Linked DNA regions of Drosophila melanogaster: region 2 is linked to region 1. Evidence: chromatin contacts called from public Hi-C data. All regions are on one chromosome and are shown on one strand. The core of a region is the stretch at or near the end of the contact, and the rest is flanking DNA. Distances in the headings are between cores, read along the strand shown. Region 1 holds the start of CG40006. Region 2 holds the start of lncRNA:CR43242 (long non-coding RNA:CR43242).

What was found. Hi-C and Micro-C count contacts between places; a contact is called where the count stands out from the background.
Region 2: a contact with region 1 is called in a Hi-C map of the Kc167 cell line, with 3 times the contacts expected there. A contact is called at or near these places in 1 of 107 Hi-C or Micro-C datasets (the Kc167 cell line) and 1 of 7 datasets of targeted methods (the Kc167 cell line).

Annotation. Positions count from the first base shown.
Region 1 is chr2L:22,754,549-22,759,107 of dm6, forward strand. CG40006 reads right to left here and starts at 1,801. Exons shown (of 10, transcript NM_001042936.1): 1 at 1,309-1,801. The coding sequence starts at 1,576.
Region 2 is chr2L:23,067,158-23,071,938 of dm6, forward strand. lncRNA:CR43242 (long non-coding RNA:CR43242) reads left to right here and starts at 1,848. Exons shown (of 2, transcript NR_048041.1): 1 at 1,848-2,104; 2 at 2,735-3,567. Spf45 (Spf45,) reads right to left here and starts at 1,229. Exons shown (of 3, transcript NM_001042961.3): 1 at 1,043-1,229; 2 at 1-987. The coding sequence starts at 1,159.

The sequences.
Region 1 (4,559 bases), core at 551-3,050:
GTATATCAATTGTGTGAATGCGAATGAATGTATTTTCTTATTCTATATTTAATTTAAATATTTAATTCAATATTCATATTCGTATTTAATAAAATATGATCCCCGAGTAAATTTCAAAAATGTGTCAAAACGAAGTGAATATCAAAACTGTTGTATACTGAAGGTGCTTTTTTACCCCATGACATAAATATGAACATTTAAAAGCATGTAATTTTAAATTATATGTATATATAAAAGCTTAAAAAACTAAAAACCTGAAAAATGTTGTTCTTTTACAAAAAGATGTTACAAATACGTTGTGCTAAATTTTACAGCGAAACGACAAGAAAAAAATTTTAAGCCATATTAAACTATTTAAATTTAATTTCAGAAGTTCGATTTAAAAATATTAATGCTTAACACCAAATCAAAAGGTAATTACAGGTCAAATAAATTTTTAAATAATTTAAAAAACTTTTTCACATCCAAGTGCTAAAAAATTAATTAAAAATAGGGCGTTGTAATACTAGACGAATTGAAATCCCGATTTCATTATATTTGGTTGATCTCGTTTTTAATGATTCAGGGAATATAATGTGATGAAATCAAATGCCAAACATTTTTACATAAAGTTTTTTAGGAACCGCGTACAATGTTTTTATATAAATATAAAATTTAATATAATTTAAACCAAATTACTATTCTAAAAAATCTTAGCAAGGTGAAATACACACCTTTTAAAATTGTTAGATTGAATTTAATTATGAATTTTAAATAATTTATTAATATTTAATAACCTGTATGGTTATCGATCAATATCCCCTTAAATTTTTTCACAAAAACTTTCGTTTTGCTTATATAAGCAAGGTCGTCGGTGCAATTTAAGGTCACCTTCGATCATTGTCGCCCTCTTCAACATACTATGCAACAGTAAGTCAAGCAATCGCACTTGTCTCACGACTCATATAAGGAAAGTAACATGTTTTAAATGTTTCAGTTTCTGGTTGTTTGGGTTTGCTTTATGGTCAAGTTCAGGGTCGAACGGAATCCGTAAGTAATTGATATATGTAATTTGTTCACGCTATTTTGTGGTTTGACAAGATAGTCAGCGAAATCAGAAATCCAAACTATGCCATTGTCGGCATTGCTTTTAATTTTATTCGCTTTTGGTATTTAACAATCAATGCAAAAACAAGCATAGAGTGCTATGCTAAACAACTTTAATGACTCTTTATCAGGTTTTTGTTGTCCCCCAAATGCGAACGATATAACGAAAATGTGTAAATTTAATCGAGAAAGCATAATTCTCTTTATTCATCAAAAACTCACGGGTAGGAACTCGATTCCGTTTGCCTTGGATTGGCTCGTTGAAAAAGCTGCTTAGTATGTCTATCGGATTCATTGAACGATTTGCCTTGAGACTTTTGCGGCGCTGGATTCGTTGCAGTGCTACCTGAGCGGCACAAGACACCGCAGGATCTGCGTCTGTGCTCAACCCAGATCCAGGGGTCACTGCTGACTGCCGCTGATTGCTGGCCTCTACGTCTCTTGATACTGAACTATATCGTCGCGCAAACATTTTGCTAAACTCCTTCATATTGGCTGTTTTTTTTTTTTTCAAATCATATATAGAGTTTAGTTTTTTTGTTTAAAATATTGGTCACTTTAGATTTTAGATTTTCTCTTCTGCCACGGCACTTAAAAACTTTTGTAAGCCTTTGCTGCTGCAGCTTCTTGTACATACGAGTACAATTTCTTTATCAAGGTATCTTTATCCCGTATCGCGTTGTCGCCCGTTCGCAAGCATTGCCCGCTTATGAATGAAAGCACGGGCGACATTAAATGTTCAGTATTATCATCAAAAGAGCGCAATCAGAAAGAGCGACAAAAGGAGAGGATCAGACAGAGAGCGCCCGCACTAACAGTCTAGGGTCGCGCGGATCGGCGCTCAGCTGTTGCATTGTTTTCTGCCGGTCTTCTGATCTAGGCATAAGCCAAAATTCAATAGTTATCTTAAAGCAAAACCAGTTTAAGGCTTTGTTGGAAGTTCACTGCTTGGCATGTCGTTGGAAAAGTACGATATCAGCTGGGTTTTGCTAAGAATTTATATTATATTGTTCTGTAAGTTTATTTGTGAAATTATAAATACCCTAAATTACTCTTTGTCCATTCGTGTCGTGTAGGATAGTAATTATGTACACTCACAAAAAAATGAGGCTTAAGTTAAGATTTAATCACATTAACAGAAGTCGAGCGCCTAAAAAATTAAATATCGGTACTGTGATAACGAAGTTTGCCACCAGTTGATATCAGTTAAAAAATTTCGTTGCATGGATGAAAATTTATTTATATATTTACATTTCATAACATCAGGCGTATTTACAAGCCTGATACTGTCATCAGTGTTTAGTATTATAATACTTAATCTACCTAACATTTTATGTATATCAATTCGTATTTACAGATACAACAATTTTTAGTTAAAAAAAATCGTTAAATATAGAGTTACGATGGACACAGGCATATTTGGAATTTTAATTGAGTTACGTAGGGGATAGATTATAGTCTGCATGCACATTTCCAATTCTCTTTTATTTTTGTATACAGTTACCGATATTCAAATTTAATTACACGAATTCAATGTGCATTATTATATGTAGCTTTGCTTTTAAACCCGACGAGAACATACTTATAATAAATATGTACCTTATGCGGTCGAAATGATGAATATTGCTGTTATGTAAATACTTATAATTTATAAAACTTACTATTTTACTAAATGAGTATCGCATCAAAATATTACCATGATGTCAACTCATTAATTACTAAGAAAAAATAATTCTTTATGGTTCCCATAAAACGTAAAAACTAAAAAATTCTTAGGGATTAATTTACAAAAAAAAATGTATTAAAAACTAAAGAGGAGGAATATTTTTGAAACGATATACAACGCTACAGCTACTGGATATATATAAAAAACTTATTAAATGGGCGTGGCCAAAATGCTTTTGGCATATCGATAAAAATTACCCGTTACTCGCCAAGTGGAAATGCGAACGCATAATTTCATCATTTGCCTGGGGGATATCGGTATATGTATATTATGGAATAAGATGAGAAAAAAAAACTAAAAATTGCTAAAATGAGTCGAGACCGCTTTGGTAGTTAGTTAGTGAAAATGAGGGGCGTGTCCAAGGTGTTTGTTTTTTTTTTTTTGGTATACCGAAGGACAATTGTGGCGTGGTAATTCCGGGCGGTTTATGGGCCTTGCAAAAAGGTTTATGGCAAGACGATAAAAATTTACAAAACTAATATACATAATTATGAACAAATACTCAAAATAATTTCAAAAATGTGGGCTTCGCAATTTTGTGTGGTTCGTGGGTGTTAGAGTGAGAGTGTCAAAATGGGTCATCAAACTTGCGCTGCTTCTTTTTCTCTTGAATCTGTATGCTTAATTTCAACCTCCTGGATTTTATAGTTCCTGAGATCTATAGATCTCTAGATCTCGTTCACACGCACAGACGGACATGGCTATTGATCCTGATCTCAAATATATATACACAGATATACTTTATATGGTGGGAAACGCTTCCTTTTGCCTTTTACAAACATTGCAGTCTTTGAACTTTAAATTAACTTAAAATTAAAAACATATTTTACTGTTATGATTTGCCGATATGTAGGATTGAAGCCATCACGGATTGTTATCTGTGCGTCAACATTTTTAATAACATGGTGCTCAATATGCCTTGTTTAGACGTTCCAATACGATAATGACCTACAACATACAAGTAAATGTGCCAAACAATGCTTTAAAGCATTGATTGATCATTTTTTACGCGTTTCAGAAATGATGGAAAACGATAACATTAGACTTTGGTAAACGGCACACAGGTCCTAGAATCCAATTCCTGCAAGGATTGGTCAGAACGCAGTTTTCAAGGACGGTATGCGTCCTTTAATAAAAACCATAGTGATGAAAAAAATACCAAAATTAATTATTTTGTTATTTTTTTAGTTTTGTTAATTTTTTTTTATTTGCCAAAACATTTTGCCACGCGCACTATAGCGCCCACAAACCCCTCAACACACTGAACCAAACGTTTAATACTTTTTCTTATTTTTGTTAATCTTGTAAATTAGTTCCAGTTATAGTATCTACCCTGATTTTAGTTTTAATCATTCAATCTTTAACTGATTTTTTTCTGTGATGATTTTCAAAAGATCAATTACTGGAAATATTACTTTGACCGAGTAGTTTTATGTCCCAATTCATATTTAATTTTATACCTTCTACTCGTAGATGGAAGCGTTTCCGACCACATAAAGTTATTCTTAACTTGACTGTCGCGCCCACGCTTTTAAAATTTTTTTAAATTTTTGTTCACTTTACCCATTACTCGTAGGGCAAAAGGGTATACTAGATTCGTTGAAAAGTTTGTAACAGGCACAAGGAAGTGTTCCCGACCATATAAAGTATATACGTATTCTTGATCAGGATCAATAGCCGAGTCGATATGGCCATGTCCGTCTGTCCGTATGAACGTCGGGATCTCAGGAACTATAAAAGCTAGGAG
Region 2 (4,781 bases), core at 598-3,097, 310 kb after region 1:
TTCGATCCGCCTAAACTCTACGAATATTTTAACTGCATCTTCTGGCACAGTTCCGAACGATTCGTGAATGATTACACTGTTCACTTCCCCGTACTTGGTGTTGCATTCGTCTTTTACCTCGGGTTCCAATTCTTCGTCAACGTCCCCGGGTCCTACCATGTTGCGTAGAAGAACAACCTTGCTTGGTGATTTCATAATCTCCGTAATGCTGTATCCGATGTCACCACTCTCAGCCGCCGTGTCTACCATCTGGGGAGGAGGCATGGCCTTGTGGCTGGGACTTGTTCCTATTTGGGAGCCAATAGAAGGTGGCGACAATGCTAGGGGTGGCAGAAAAACGTCTTTTTCGTGTATGATCCGTCCACCACGTTTGGAGGTTTTCTCTACTTGAAGAGCTATGGCCATGCCCTGCTCCGATTTTCCGAGACCTTGACCATCCTTAAACCCATATTTTGCCATAATTTTGGCGGCCACCGAGCTGGCAGAATATGGCATAGTATTAGTGGCTTCACAACCACTATCAATGGACATTTCTTGGAGGGAAGGAGGGGGAGCGATTGTGGCACCTCCCTGTTTAGCTACAAGGCCCGGAGATGGCAAGTACATGTCATCATCGTTTTGCCGGTGGCCAAACCCGCTGAGCTTCAGGTTAGGGGCTGAGACTTCGTCTCTATAAAATTCTCGACGACCGACGCGTCCACGTTTACGATCTTTTTCTTTGTCATCTCGGTCTTCTCGATCACTTACGCCTGCTCGATTTTTGTCACTGCCATTACTTTTCTCTTTAAGTTTTTCATATTCATTTGGCCTTTGAGGATCGTATTCATCGGCAACGTCCCAGTCCCCCCTGTTTATCCTTTCCAGTATGGATGGAAGGGCTTTACCACTTATTAATGGTTTGGATACAACTGTAGTAATTGGAGCAAAACATGTAACTTCTGGATCTGCAAGGCGTTTGGACCTTAGATTAACCACTGGCGTCATAAGCTACATAGGGTGTATTAATAATTGTATGATCTATATCGGCAGATTGTATACTCACTGGTTTTTTGACAGCCATTTTTACTGCCAGCTGGGTCTGTAACATTTTTATTCCCGAAGACCATCCATCAATCTGGCTAGATCGAGCCCTCGTATCAATGCCGTCATACAAATCCATTAACAAATATATCAATACTAGCACCACCTTAAGATATTGATGACAACGAGCTTCAACAATGTTTTTATTTATTTTCAAGGCCCGATAGATTTAATGACTATCAACTGTTCGACTTAATGTCCGATTCACACAGAGCCATATCACTGCAAGAAAGGATGCCCTATCGGGCAAGAACAGATAAGCTACAATAGAAAAAAGTTTACAAATCTATTTATTTATTTAAATTTATTTTAAAATTTTTCTAACACAAAAAAACGCATGCGTCTATTTTATGTTGAAACTTAAGTCAACTACATGGGTCATCGAACTGTTTTTAATTTCACTGTTTTACTAAAATAAAAACTATTGCACAACGATTGCCTTGCATCTATGGCATAGTCATAGTTAGTAGAGCTTACGACTTACACGCTAAATATTATCGATATTGAAGAAAAAAATTAAGAAGAGCTTACAGTTGTTAAAAACAAGTCGTACTTCATAATGTTTTCGTTGCTTTCAAAATAAATACCTTGAAAGAAGGTATTTAATTACCTATGCACGATAAGATACTACTATCATCGAATATATAGGAAACAAACCCCTTTAAACGCTACGAAACAAGGAAAATGTTACTACTTCTATTCATGAGAGTGTGGGCGGGGCTTAAATCGAATAACTTTGTATAAAGATTTCCCATAGTTAACACAAGTTAAACTTCTTAAAACTAATAAAAGCAAAACAAGCATCAATTTTTCACAATTCAAAATTTTATGATAAATAATGCTTGAGAGAGCCAGTAAGAGCGTCGTCTGTTTAGCCGAACCATTTGATTTTGTAATGGTTTTTGTAGCGATAAATTGTGCAACAGTTAATGTATAGTGGATTGAACTGTAGTTACTCGATTGCCAAGACATAATAAATCGACTGAGAAAGTAAAGGAAGATTCCTGCGGGGAATGTGCTTTTCGTAAGTTTTGCATATCTTAGCATTTTCATTGTGTCATTTAAAGAGATTTGTAGATTAGTGTTGATCAAGATCATACAGAATTGCCAATTACATGCGGCACGGGGACTACCGATGTCTAAGCAAAGACATTCGAATATCAAGAGGTTTGTGACGGCCAAAATTGCTCTTACTCCGCCTCGCGTGAAATTGAGAGCGTAGAAGACGATTTTCGAACCGAAATTAATATTGATCTAAGAAGCGAAGTTACATATTTAAAAATGATTTAAAAATTAATGCCTTGACCATTATTGTTTTTATTCTTAATGTTATTTAAATTATTATCAACCGTTCACATAAATATATTTTATTGTTTATAATTAATATTTGTAAAATGGTACTGGAGACATACTTCAACATGAGACTGTGAGCAACATAACAGAATTAAAATTATGTTTATTATTTCAACTAATAAATCAAATGAATTTTATCTAAAATTGTGGATAAAACTTTTGTAATTTAAAAAATAAATTTAAAAAATATATATACATTTTAAAAAATGTATTTCATAAAAACTATACAAACATACATACATAGTTAAAAATGAATATTTATATAATAAATATAAATATACAACTTGTTGCTAAATTTTAGGGCACGACATGCGGATTTCATACGTCGCGAGCTGAATACTGTGAGGAGTCTTAAAACTCTCAAAAAATACAACTTAGGAAAGCTGCTTAGCAACAGCGAAGACGGCTGGAATGTGAGAGTTGTCAGGCGGCCAGGTCGAACGGAAAATAATGGACCTTGGACCCCGACAAAGTGGAGAGACCGTGAACTAACGGTATTGCGCTGGACCTTTGACTCGAGCTCTGGACGGCCAAGGCCCAAGGTCGAACGGTAACAATGCGGACTTTGGACGAGCACAAAGAGGACGCACCTTGAACTAACGTGGCCTTGTACCTGAGCGGACCGTGCACAAAAAAATAACGCGATCCCCGCGACCACCTATACCAACAAGGCGACAAGAGATTCGCGAGTGGGAACGAACAGTGAGAAAGTAAGAGTAACGCCGCGAACAGTCAACCCGTCAGTGAAAAACGCGCACCCGTCGACAAGGTAACGGTCTGTGAGAACGCGCAGGACGTAGAAGGGAATTAGCCAGTGAGCGGACATACAAGGACAATCACTCCAGGTGAAGAACGGTGCAATGCAGAGATCCGCGGAGCACGATAACACAAGAACCTGGTCAGAAGGGACAGTGGAGTCAGTGGTCGGTAAGGGTAGTCCCTGGCCGAGTGTTGCCTTAACCAGTTGACGATATACCCTGGCCCATGACATCCTAATCCCTTTCGATCCTGCACGTGTTCCGTTGTCAGGGACACACAGGAAGATGAAGGCAAGGCGTCGCAGGAGCAACGCCGCGCAGCAGACGGCGATCAGCAGTCAGCCGTGAAATACTACAATAAAGCGCCCTTAATCTGAAACTCTGTCTTCTCCTTGGTCAGGTACTCACACAAATCAAAAATTTGATGGGACGAACACAAAAACTCTCTGAGCTCGCCGCTGCAATTCGTAGCGAGTAGAACTAAACAGCTTGTTACTTTTGGCGCCCAACCGTCATTGTTTTGATCAAGCAGCCAGCATGGAGGAGACCAATTCATGTCGGAGACGAATTCTAATAGGGGAAGGGGAAAGACGAAACGGGGATCGTAATCTTCAACTCGCGAACAGAAGAAGGAGTTCGAGCAGGTACACTCGCGCAGGAAAAAGAGTTCGAGCCTGGAAAATCAGCGCCGGCCCCAAGTAGGGTATGCACCTGGATAATAGGAGCAAGAACTCAAGAGGACTGAAGCCGACTGACAGCGTGGAAAAGGCAGGGATGCAAAGCGATGGTTCCCAGCATCAGGAGCAAGGATGCCACCATAAAGCTGCTATCGATGTAAACAAAGCAAATCGGCTGTTGGCATCAAAACAGTGCATAAAATAGGGAAGGGGCGCCGCAATAATGGCGGTCGATCGATAGGGCAGAAAAATACTGGACTTGCAGACAATAAGAATTTTCTTGACAAACTAGTTATTTACCTTTTTTGAGATCAATAAACCTCATATTAACAAGGAGTGAGTTCGACTTATTGCGTCGAGTATATACACGTACAACGCTATGGCGTATTCTGTAGGCATGCGATGATGTCCTCCATTGAAACTCAATGGGGGATGTTACAGATTGGTCAGATTGGTTAACACTGGCCGACTGTTTGTTACGTATTGTTTTCCTTGAGACATGAATATGGGCGTCATTCGTTGAACAAGGCTTGGAAGCGATTTGTGGAGTTGATTGAAGGGCTCATTGAAGGAATTGATGGGCTCAATTACAATTATTCCCATTCTCTAGAACTTCCAATTAACGTGCCTACTTTTAGCACGACCAGCTACCTTACAATAGTTAATAAGAAACAAATTCAAGTTGCTTTGGGATCGATCACAGGTATTGTTTTGTGAGTTGTATTTCGCAATCTGAAGTCAGTATTAAAGTCATATTAAATTTATTTTTTTATTTTCTATCGTGTTAACGAATTGAATTTTTATAGAGTGTTAGAAATTTGGTGGTTCATCTCCATTCATATAAAAAAAATGCCCCTAAAATGTTCCTATTTCGTATTTGTATTAAAATTATTCATGCATGCTCCGAAGTCTG